Regions from separate parts of the Sus scrofa genome. Here region 1 is linked to region 2. Evidence: chromatin contacts called from public HiChIP or PLAC-seq data. All regions are on one chromosome and are shown on one strand. Each heading gives the region's core, a stretch centred on a gene start, on an enhancer-like site or on the middle of the called end of the contact. The rest is flanking DNA. Distances are from core to core; before and after follow the strand shown.

Region 1 (6,128 bases), core at 2,359-4,858, 35 kb before region 2:
GCGGGTTTGATCCCTGGACTTGCTCAGTGGGTTAAGGATCCGGCATTGCCGTGAGCTGTGGTATAGGTCACAGACGAGGCTCAGATCCGGCACTGCTGTGGCTGTGGTATAGGCCGGCGGCTACAGCTCCGATTCAACTCCTAGCCTGGGAACCTCCATATGCCACAGGAGCGGCTCTAGAAAAAGGCAAAAAGACAAAAAAAAAAAAAAAAAAAGAAAGAAAAAAAAAAGAAAATCTTAGCTGATGAGCTTCCTAAAATGTATGCAGATGAAAGAGGCACTTGGAAAAATGTTAATATTTACAATTATATATCCACATATGGACCCTGTTAAGTATACATTATGAATTCTAAATATGTCTATTTATGTGTGTTCACACAAAAATGTATTTATTTAGCAAAAAATTGAAAGAAATTTTTCTTTGAAAAAATGGGGGAGTTCCGGTCGTGGCTCAGTGGTTAGCAAACCTGACTAGCATCCATGAGGTTGCGGGTTTCATCCCTGGTCTTGCTCAGGGGTTAAGGATCTGGTGTTGCTGTGAGCTGTGGTATAGCTCGAAGACGTACCTGGGATCCTGCATTGCTGTGGCTCTGGTGTAGGCCAGTGGCTACAGTTCTGATTGGACCCTTAGCCTGGGAACCTCCATATGCTCAGGTGTGGCCTTAAAAGACAAAAAGACAAAAAAAAAAAAAAAAAAAAAAAAAAAGAAAGAAAGAAAAAGAAAAAGAAAAAAAAGAAAAGAAAAGAAAAAAGAAAGAAAAAAAAATGGAGTAGTTTCCATTTTGGCTCAGTGGTAACAAACTCAACTAGTAACCACGAGGTCAAGGGTTCGATCCCTGGCCTTGCTCAGTGGGTTAAGGATCCAGCATTGCCTTGAGCTGTGGTGTAGGTTGAAGATGCGGCTCAGATTCTGTGTTGCTGTGGCTGTGGCATAGGCTGGCAGCTGTAGTTCCCATCTGACCCCTAGCCTGGGAACTTCCATATGCCTTGGGTGAGGCCCTAAAAAAAAAGAAAAAGAAAAAGAAAAATGGGGAGAGATTCTTTACAAAACAGATGCAAAGAAAAGGCATATGGCAAACAAAATGTGAGAAAATATATTAAAGATTACATAAAAGAGTATATGATACGGTTTTTTTGGTGCTTTGTTTTGTGTAAGAATGAAGGTAAAATTAAACCACAGTACTTAACACTTGGCGGAGTGCAGTAAAAATACCTTTGAGATTAAGGATTTAAAATTGAAGGCAAATTTAAGAAAGTTAAAAGCTGAAGTAGGTATTTTGTAGAAATTGTAGTCAAAAATGAGAGAACTGGGAGTTCCCGTCATGGCTCAGTGGTTAACGAATCCGACTAGGAACCATGAGGTTGTGGGTTGGATCCCTGGCCTTGCTCAGCGGGTTAAGGATCTGGTGTTGCCGTGAGCTGTGGTGTAGCTTGCAGACGTGGCTTGGCATAGGCTGGCAGCTACAGCTCCGATTGGACCCCTAGCCTGGGAACCTCCATATGCTGCGGGAGCAGCCCAAGAAATGGCAAAAAGACAAAAAAAAAAAAAAAAAAAAAAAAATGAGAGAACTACTTTCAAGAAAGGATATAGGATACTTTAAAACAGTTTTAAATAGATCAACACCAATTAAAGCTCTTGGACACCTGTACACACACACACACACACACACACACACACACACACAATTTATAATTAAGGAGGAAAATTCAGCCAGTAGGAGGAGTTTTACTCAATAGCTTTTTTATATAGATATAGGCAAATTCCAAATCTTAATTACGAAATAAAAGTGGAACAATAGGGAAAATTATATAATATGGTTGAAGAGTTGTAAAATATTAGGACAATTATTGGGGCCCCAATAGGGTACTCATGTTAAGATCACCTGTGAAGATGCAATCATGACACACTACCTGGTTGGCATGTGCTGTTGTCTAACGTGGCTCTAGACTTTAAGATCTCTGGACCATGTTCATGCCCACAGCCAGATGACCCTTCGGCACCTACAGAATGCTCACTCACCTTCCAAAAGGCTGAGTTCAAAAATCACCTCCTATTAGATCTTCTGCCACCCCCACACCAAGTCAAGTGTGTAATACCATGGGCCTATCACTGATTTCTTAGTCTTGTCTAATAGGATGTGAGCTCCCAGGAAAGAATGGGTCTAATTCATGAGCATCATATATGCACACAGGATGTTTCCCAAGTGACTGGGTCACTGAGTGAATCACGCTGGAGTGAGAAATGAGGGACAGAGGGGGCTGGTGGAGTCTGTGCTCTGCAGCACATCTCCATCCACTGTTTAAGGGGCTGCCCAATGCAGCTCTCAGTGAGCAGCTGTTTTGGTGAACCACCTACTGATGCACCTTCAAAGTCATCCTCTTGCAACTTCTCAACATAAAAACAGCCATCATTACACAAACGCCCCTAACCCAGCATACTCATCAACTCGGGACAAGGTGTGGTCACCTTCTCTCCACTCCATTAACTCTGGGAAAAGTCACAGCCCCCACCCTTCGATTTTTTCATCAGCCATACAGAGTGGGTCAAAAACATGCTGTACTGTCCTCTGAGAGACAAAACCCTCTCTTTTCATGCCAGTTTGGCGTCTCAAAGAGCTGTCGAGCACCAATAGTTCTTCACGATGAAGGGATGAATTGATAGAGTTTGTGATGCATTTAAGTATTTTTGTCATAAAAAATAACTTGTCACATTACTTCCTCAATAAGATCACATGGTATCTTAAAAGGTATACTAAGAAATACTCTTAAAAAGGTATTTTTATGTCTAGACTAAAAAACAAGTCTTCCTTTTCTCCTTAGCTTATCTTTGGTTTCAACTGATGGGGAGAAAAAGGGTTTTAAACTTGCCAAAAGCTGTCATCTCACACATTTCATTGTCTTCACCTCTCTGAAGAAAGTAGTTCTAAGTCCTTGTCCTGAAGTGTCTTTATACAACTGTCTGCAGCTTCTAAGGGTCAACAACCAAATACCAAATTTCTCACAAGGGAGTTCCTGTTGTGGCTCAGTGGTAACAAACCCAACTAGTATCCATGAGGTTGCGGGTTCAATCCTTGGGCTCTCTCTGTGGGTGAAGGATCTGGCTTTGCCATGAGCTGTGGTGTGGGTTGCAGAGGCAGCTTGGATCCTGCATTCCTGAGGCTGCGGTGTAGGCCCGCAGCTGCAGCTCCAATTGACCCCTAGCCTGGGAACTTCCATAAGCCCAGGTTGCCACCCTAAACAACAACAACAGCAGCAACAACAACGATGACGCCGACAAAATTTCCCACTCATCTCACTATTTCAGGGATGTTCAAACTTCTGGACTTTTGGAAGTAACTTAGCAATTTCGCTTGTCAGAATGACTAAACAGAAAATTTGTTCTCCTCTTTGGGAATCCTTGTCAGGTCAAGTTTTCTCATGACTTTTAACCCCAGTGAGTGCATTTCATTTTTTTTTTTTTCCTGTTTTTATTTTTGTTTTTCCCCCTCCCTCTTCTTTGCTGCTTAGTCCTCCCAGAACAGCATTCCTCTGGTCTGATTCAAGTGCTCTACTGAAATCTGCTCATAAACTTTGCTTCTCCTTGGGCTCTGGCTGCTCTTCTGGTTTACGACTTTACCACCTTCATTTTGGATGAGGTCACCCAAAGCCCCGTCAGCCTGTATCTTCCCACGCAGGATAAGCTTTTATTTGGGGATTACAGCAATATCTTTCTGAGTATAAATCACAGATTAGTAAAAGGAATTGCAGATTGCATTACTCTAGCCCATGGGAATTTGGGAGAGGTGGAGTTTACAAGCACGAAAGAAACACAGACGCAAACACTCGCCAAATGTTAAACACAGGGGTGAGGACTTTGGCCAAATATAGTAATTTCTTCACAAAGAGACATATTGGTAGATAATGACCTGCTTGCTTCTTCCTTCCATCCAACAAACATAAAAATATCCAAAAGCCTCCAGTGTAGAAATGTGTTGGCAATTATAGCCTGCGGGTGCTGAATTAAACAATCCTTCCCCACCCTGCTCAACAATCAAACGGTAATGTTTTATGAAGCTTGAAAATGTGACCTCAGCCTAGAAGGGCTGTGAACACTGCTTGGGAAGGAAACAGGGTGTTGTTACAGTTCTTGTTTTCTGGCTTGGAGTATCATTTCCCAGCCCAGGCTGCTAAAGAAGGGATGTGGTTATATAGAAAGTAGCTTTAGGTTTGCATTCTTGTAATCCAACCCACCAAATCTGTAAAATATCAAAAACATACTGACTTAAAAGAAAAGGCTAAGCCACTCCCCTTTTCAGAAGGTTGCCACCCTAGAAATACAGGTGAATCCTTAGTGTGGTTATGCCTTGGTAGAATCCCAGTGACCATGGTAATCACTGGGGTTCTGGCTTAATCTACGAAATTCATGAAAACGCCTCCACTATTAAAGTCACCTCTATCTACTTTTTTTCTTTTTTTTTTCTTTTTTTTTTTTTGGTCTTTTGCCTTTTTTTTTTTTTAGGGCTAAACCCGCGGCATATGGAGGTTCCCAGGCTAGGGGTCGAATCGGAGCTGCAGCCACAGGCCTACACCACAGCCACAGCAACAGAGGATCTGAGCTGTGTCTGTGACCTTCACCACAGCTCATGGCAACGCAGGATCCTTAACCCACCAAGCAAGGCCAGGGATCGAACCTGCAACCTCATGGTTCCTAGTTAGATTCATTTCTGCTTCGCCATGACGGGAATTCCACCTCTACTTACTTTTAATTTATCTTTTTCAGTGTGCTTCATACCTTCCAAGAAAGATTTGTATCTTCATTCCCTGCCTCCCTTCATCCCTCCATTTCCCCTTCTTTATCTTCCTCAATCATTCAATTATTCCACAAATTTTTTTTTTGGTCTTTTGTCTTTTTAGGGCCACACCCGCAGCATATGGAGGTTCCCAGGCTAGGGGTTGAATCAGAGCTACAGCTGCCTGCCTACACCACAGCTCACGGCAACACCAGATCCTTAACCCACTGAGCAAGGCCAGGGATCAAACCCGCAACCTCATGGTTCCCAGTCGGATTCGTTTCCACTGTGCCATGATGAGAACTCCCTATTGCACAATTTTTTAAGCACCTACCATGCCCCACACATGGTTCTAGGCACTGAGGCTACTGAGCTGAATAAGTCAACATCTGTGTTCTCAGGCACTTCCAGTCTAGAGGGGAAGCAGAGTTTTAAACAAATCAATTATCAATCACATCGATAAGGGCTGTATTAGAAATAGGGACAGAGCAGAGGACGCAATAAGGCAAGAGAGACCAGGTCTTCCTGAGGAGGAGGGAGAGGGAGGGGAGGGTGGGAGAAGTGGGGAGGGTTGTTACATACGACATTTCAGCTGCATTCTGAAGTGTGGTTTCACCGAAGGAACGAGAGGAAGGGCCCTCTAGACAGAGGAACTAATGCAAAAGCAGAGCTGTGAAAGGGGAGAAGTTCAGCGTGGCTGGGCCAGCAGCTGGAGGCAACGAAAGTAGCAGTCAGGGAGAAGCATAAGGGTTTGAGGACCCGGGTTCAAGTCACAGTGTAGGCTTGCATTTATTTATTTATTTATTTAGTCTTTTTAAGGCTGCACCCGCAGCATGTGGAAGGTCCCAGGCTAGGGGTCTAATCAGAGCTGCTGCTGCCGACCCACACCACAGCTCATGGCAACACCAGATCCTTAACCCACTGAGCAAGGCCAGGGATCGAACCTGCAACCTCGTGCATACTAGTCTGGTTTGTTACTGCTGAGCCACGACGGGTACTCCCCCAGTGTAGAGTTTTAGAAGGTGGCTCTGCTCCCACTGCCTGGTACACATTCCTTTCAGATCTCGGCAGGGTTCCTTCATGTCATTCAGGCTCTGTCTCCACACCACCTCCATATAATTCTTGCCCCTCCGTTTACACCCCCTGGCTCTAGCCCTATGCTGTCTTCTTTTTATTTCATAGTACTTATCCCAACCGGGATCCATTATTTGTTTACTTGTCTGCTTGTTTATTGAGTGACATTTTCTTGAGACACACTGCAGGACCACAAATGCTGTATAAAAGAATACCTACATTTTCATTTTTTTGTATGTGGGAAGCCTATATTTAAATAATTCTGAGTCGCCAACACATAAAGCA
Region 2 (5,738 bases), core at 2,934-5,433:
AGGCCAGGGATCAAACCCGAATTCTCATGGACACTGGGTCGGGTTCTTAACCTGCTGAGCCACAACAGGAACTCCAGAACTGTTATAATTTTAAATTATAGAATTTGAGGGCTGGAGGGAATCTGAGAGACCAATTACTACAACCCTCCACTCTTCTCTGAGCTTTTAAATGACCTGCGCCAAATGAGAAAAGAAAAACAGGACCAGAATCTCCTATTGAAACTCCTATTTAGATGCTCTGTCCTAGCACGCCCTGCTGCCTTGCCTTGGCAAACTCACAGGATAACATGAGGGAATCTCAGAAATTTAGTTCAATTTCCCCCTCGACTTCCATCCCTGGTCGATTTTATAAGCTGCTGAAGGAGACAAGGAGCCTTGCTCATAATGACGTGGTTCAGAGCAGAACCAGGATGAAAACTCAGCCTGAACTTGAGGGACGATGTTCTTCCCACTTTAACGTAATGATTCAACTTTCAAGTGGAGGTAGGATGTAGAGCCAAGGTCAGCCTGGGGCCAAAACCTGGCTAGGCCTGTTTTTATAAGGCTTGCAAGCTGAGAATGGTTTTTACATTTTCAAAGGGGGGGAGGCAAGGGGAGAGAATATTTTGTGAATTATACGAAATTTAAATTTCAGTGTCCATTAAGAAAGTTTTATTGGAAAACTGCCATGATTATTTGTTTAGGTCCCATTTATGGCCCCTCTTGGGTAACACCTGCAGAGTTGAGGACTTGTGACAAGAGACCTCCTGCAAAGTTGAAAATAGGTACCAACTGGCCCTTTAGAGAAAAATTCGCTGAACCCTGGGAGAGGACGGAGCCAGTGCTCTCTTAGGAATCAGAAGTAAAGCTCTACTACTATCCAACTTGGCAGCCCTCAGTTTAGAAAAACAAAGGGTGTGGACAAAACTGATGCCATCTTCATTCTGTCACATCTTCAACATCTTCACGCTGAATGAGAGAGCTCAGAGTTCATGTCTGCCACATAGGCAGGCGTGAAACTGGGGCTGCCCAGGTTGAACAAACAGTGAGATGGGACCGAGCTGGCCCCCCAGAGCATGTCCTCTGCACTATTCCACATTGCACCTAGATGGCTCATAAGGTCCCTACCAGCTCTCTGTACGTCACATGATTTTTCCACGTCCCTCTCTTGATTCTGAGAATAAATCAGATCGGATAAACGGAGGAAGCAAGGTCAAAGCAGGACCTTTTAGAGTCAGACACCTGAAGTGGAATCTTGCCAGTTATTACCTATGACCCTGCACCAGTGATGAATCCCTTAGTTTTCTCATCTAAGAAGAATGGTAAGAATTTCATTGGTTTCCTCATCTAAGAAGAATGGTAAGTACTTCCTTGGTATTCCCATCTAAGAAGGATGGTATGTACGTTCTTCGTAGGCTTGTTTGGAAGATTAAATGAGATACAGTTCAAAGGTCTGGTCCCTTCTAATCTTTCTCTCTCCCTTCCCCAGAGACTGCAGTTGGAGAATAAACAGTACATAAGCTTTGATAGAAAGCTCTTTCAAATTAGCTTAGAGTTTAAGATTTTTTTTAGAGAGCCTTATAAAAATACCCAATCTATCAGTGCAATAAAAATAGGCTCAGTATCTCATTGGGCGTTTTCCTCACATATCTTTCAGTTCTTTGAAGTGTCTTCCAAATTACAATCCAAAAATAAGAGTGCCGTAATTTTTAGAAAAGCTATGTTTATCTAATTTTTATAGCAAGCCACACAAGGAACCAAGCTATAATATATGATACTCATGTCTAGTTATGAAACCCAAAATGGTAAAATATACCAGAACCAGAAAGTCCTAGTTTATTTAGTCTGGCTTCCTTAACATGAAGTTCTTCTTGTTCTTAAAATATTCGGCTTGGCTAAATTCCCAAACTGACAAAGGCTACTTCAGGTGTTTTCAAAAGACTGAAGAGAATCAGAACTGAAAACAAGATTGGAATATAAAACCTTCTATGTGATCAGACATGCAAGAACCTTATTGTTTGAAACCACTATTAAATCAAACTTTACGCCCACATGTCTTAAAAAAATACACACAGAGTCTCAACATTGGTTATACAGGGTGCTAAAGGTTAATTTCAATAACATGCTTTTAACTCTAACATTTGCTAACAAATCGCTAGAATTACAATGACACTTGCTGAAATCTGTGACAGTTGGAAAATATTTTTTTTCATGAATTATCCTAGCAATCACTTTAATGGGCACACTTTAATGGCCAATCTAATCTTTGTCATTAAAGCACCCTATCAGTGTTTTAAACAGTGTTAAATTATATACGTCCCAGCTCATCAGGGGTAATGAAAAACAGACCCCAGTTCTTTCATGGAAATCCTAACAAAGATACCACACAAGTTTAGTGTAAGTTACAAGATTGCTTTTAGAAGTCATTACTTGAAAATTCGAATTGCTAAGATACGGGAAAGCAGGCCCCTAAACTTAGGGCAGAGTTGGGAAGATCATTACATAACATGTAAATTCACATGGATCCACTCTGCCTGCAGCTGGCCGAGTGGCAGAAGTCATGATTTCTGTCCTCTCAAAAGTACACAGAAAAAAATGAGGACATCATCTAAAACAGTCATAGGTATATATAGAAGGAAAATGTGGGCCAAACCTAACATAAGAGAGACCAAAACAGTGAATCGTGACGGACTGATGGGGGCAAGTATCTCACACCGCAGAAGAACAGAAGTTCTTTGATAGGACCACGCGCACCTCCGGGCTCCAGCGCGGGCCGGGGTTGGGTCATTCAGACTCTCGCACAAAGACACACAGGCTCTTGCACCCGCATACACTCTCCCAAGCGTGGCGAACGAGCGCCCAGAGCAGGCATGCAGCGACGCTCGTTGCCCTTAAGGTGGGGCAAGAAGTAAATAAGTAGGAAGCACGATTGCTGCTCAGAAATTGTTTTTTCCTGCTGCCCCGCAAAACACATTTCTCCCCCTGTGGCAGCCGCGGGGGGGGGGGGCGAGGGGGAAATAACCCCGGACTGCAGAGGATGGGGAAGGGGTTGCACACGCACCTGCATTGTAAAAACGGTCCAGCACCGCGGTTTCCCCAAAGTCCAGTTTCCCAAAATGCAGGGTCTCCAGGGCAGCGCCCACCGCCTCGCACGCCTCCCGTAGGCACTGCAGGGCCTCACTCTCGGCCACCACCAGCTGCCCCTGGCTCGCTTCGTTGATGACATATGCCACCGTGGTCCGTCGACCGCCTCCGCCACCAGAGTTGCCCCGGCATCGGGTGGTGCTGCTCGCGGACGTGGTACTAGGACACCCGGTGCCAGGGGCGGCGGCACTCTCCACGTTCCAGAAGCTGCCCGGTGGCGGCGGTGGCAGCTGGCTCTCCTCGCCCTCGGCCACCGCCGCCGCTCCTCCCCTCCGGCAACTGCCGCCCTCGACGAAGGGTGGCACGGAGAAAGTGATGCCCTCACCCGCCTCCGCGTTCATCTCTCCCGGCCGGGTTGTCGCGGCAGCGGCGTCGCCCGCCCAGCCGCACCGTCTGGCCAGCCACAGCTCGGGGCTGCTCCGCGCGCGTCGGGCTAAGCAGCTGCCATCCCGTGTCGCGCCTTCCGCCCCGCGCCGCCGCCTCCTCTCCGGCGCCCTCTCCCCCGAAGGGACGCCGCTGCCCGGCGGCGGCTCGCCCCTCCTCGGCGCCTCCGTGGCCACGCCGCTCGCCCGCTGCAGGGTGTAGAGTACAAGGGGTGGGGAGGCCGGGTTGAGCGGGAAGGGACAGCGCTTCCTTTTCTTGGCCGGCGGACAAGTCGGCTGGCGAACCTGCGCGGCGGTGCGGCTCAAGGGCGCCGCTCTCGGGGTGCGGTGCGCCCTGGCCACCCAGAGCGCGGTCCCGGCTCCTTCCGTGCCAGCCTCTCGGGGATGGTCCGGGGAGGGCGCCCTCTGGGTGGGGAGCTACCTGGCCAGCACCTTACTGGCGGGCAGGCTCCCTGGACTGCGTCCCGGAACAGCGGCCGCGGCCGCCGAAAGGATCCGCCCCCTTCCTCGGCGGCAGCTCCCCTTCATCGGCTCTATTTCCTCCTCCTTCCCTGGCCCCGTTTCTCTGCCGATCGCCGCGGCGGCTCCGTCCCAGCACCAGCCTGGCTGCTCGAGTCTGGCCGCTCCTCGCAGCCGCTCTGCGTGTCGGCCACCGGCTTCTTGCCGCCCACTCGTCGCGGCACCGAAAGTCAGGGCCCGCCCCGGGGGAGGGCGCTGCTGGGAAGCTCGGCCCGGACGCAACCGACCGCACCACGGCTCCCGGACCTCAGCCCAGCCCCGAGCACCACGCGGGGCTAAGGTTCTCCGCCGTCACCCACCAGGACCCCACTCAAGAAGACCTAGAGTAGGCAAAATTCCGGAGCGCACGCGATAGCAGGATGGCGCAAAAGTCTCTCTTGCGAATACTCGGGAGGCATTTGCAGCGTTCCCCGTGGCCCCAGCGCCCCCTGCCGGCATCGGGTCCGCGTGCGGCGCTGCCAGGACTAGCGCAGCGCTGAGGCCCGCGTTGCGCAAGGCGGGAGGTCTAGCAGCTGGGCCTGAACTGGCAGGCGGTTTATTGGTGACAGTCGCCCTCCGGAAGTGGCCTGGTAGGTAAATTTATAGGGTCTGCGCTTAGTGCTTTTCATTTTCAAACTTTCAATAGCTCTGCTGTCATTAATGAGTAATTGATTAGCTCCAACTGCTGAACAATGTAATATTCCCATCTGGGTCTTAAAATTTCCCGCAACGCAACGCCTACTTACTTGAGATAGAAAACCTGTTCTATACTCCACTTGGCAAATCATCATCCACCAGATGTAAGTAGGAAATTAAGTGATTATTTCTATTTTTTTTTTTAAATTGCACCACAGGGGAAAAATGCCTAGATTGCTTAAGCGCAATTAAAAGAAAAAAAAAATCTACTTATTTGGGAAGCAAAAACAGATGTGTAAGTTCTCAGAGAACTTCCCCAGAATGCTATAACTTTAGGAAGACCAGTGAAAGTTACAGTGAAATAAAGCAACAGGTTTGGACTTTCCAGAGATGAATGAGTTCTATGAAAAAGGAAGAAGACTATTGCAAATTACACGCAAGCCCAGAGAAAAAGGAAGACGAAAGCAGTTGAGTAGTAAAGAGCTCAAAGAAGGAAGGAAAGAGTAGTGTGGGAAAACACCTTGCAGCTGCACAACTGTATTTGCACAATTGTCTCCTCAATGAAGCCAAATAAAGCAAAGCTTTTTCTAAAGGTTTAGAAAATGGTGGGAGTAGAGAGTTCCCACCGTGGCTCAGTGGTCACAACCCTGACTAGCATCCATGAAGATGTGGGTTGGATCCCTAGCTTCGCTCAGTGGGTTAAGGGTCCTGTGTTGGGGTGACCTGTGGTGTAGGTTGCAGACTCTTCTCAGATCCCAGGTTGCTGTGGCTGTGGCGAAGGCCAGCAGTTGTAGCTCCGATTTGACCCCGGGCCTGGGAATTTCCATATGCCCCTGGTGGGGCCCTAAAAAGACAAAAAATAAAATAAAATGAAATAAAATAAATAAAATAAAATGACGGCAGTGAATTCCTCGGAAGGCAACTGGAATCTGTGTGATCCACATCTGCTTTTGAACTTGATATCATTAGGAAAGTAGATACTTAGTGAGTCAGTGATCATATAGAAACAAAATGTTGATAGGCTTACTACTTTTAATATTTCCAACAACTTGTCAAGCCTCTAAACTTCTCTGAGAGTAGATAATCTTCCACTTCATA

Evidence for each region. HiChIP or PLAC-seq counts read pairs in DNA pulled down with a chosen protein or histone mark.
Region 1: an H3K27ac HiChIP or PLAC-seq map of alveolar macrophages shows a contact between it and region 2. The contact joins the enhancer-like site here to the promoter of MAP3K5 in region 2. A contact is called at or near these places in 1 of 5 promoter capture datasets (liver), 6 of 47 Hi-C or Micro-C datasets (adipocytes, alveolar macrophages, blood and 3 more) and 2 of 2 datasets of contacts at active chromatin or transcription factors (alveolar macrophages and skeletal muscle).

Annotation. Positions count from the first base shown.
Region 1 is chr1:27,412,756-27,418,883 of Sscrofa11.1, reverse strand. The region is part of intron 1 of MAP3K5 (mitogen-activated protein kinase kinase kinase 5); the gene reads right to left. Among named protein-coding and RNA genes, the nearest start is that of MAP3K5, 36 kb to the right of the region's middle. Within about 2 kb of position 3,608, at least 33 of the 83 cell types and tissues checked have an H3K27ac peak or open chromatin away from gene starts, as enhancers often do. A contact at or near this core is called in alveolar macrophages and skeletal muscle, where this site is marked.
Region 2 is chr1:27,378,588-27,384,325 of Sscrofa11.1, reverse strand. It overlaps MAP3K5 (mitogen-activated protein kinase kinase kinase 5), which reads right to left and starts at 4,183. Exons shown (of 29, transcript XM_021072507.1): 1 at 3,041-4,183. The coding sequence starts at 3,464.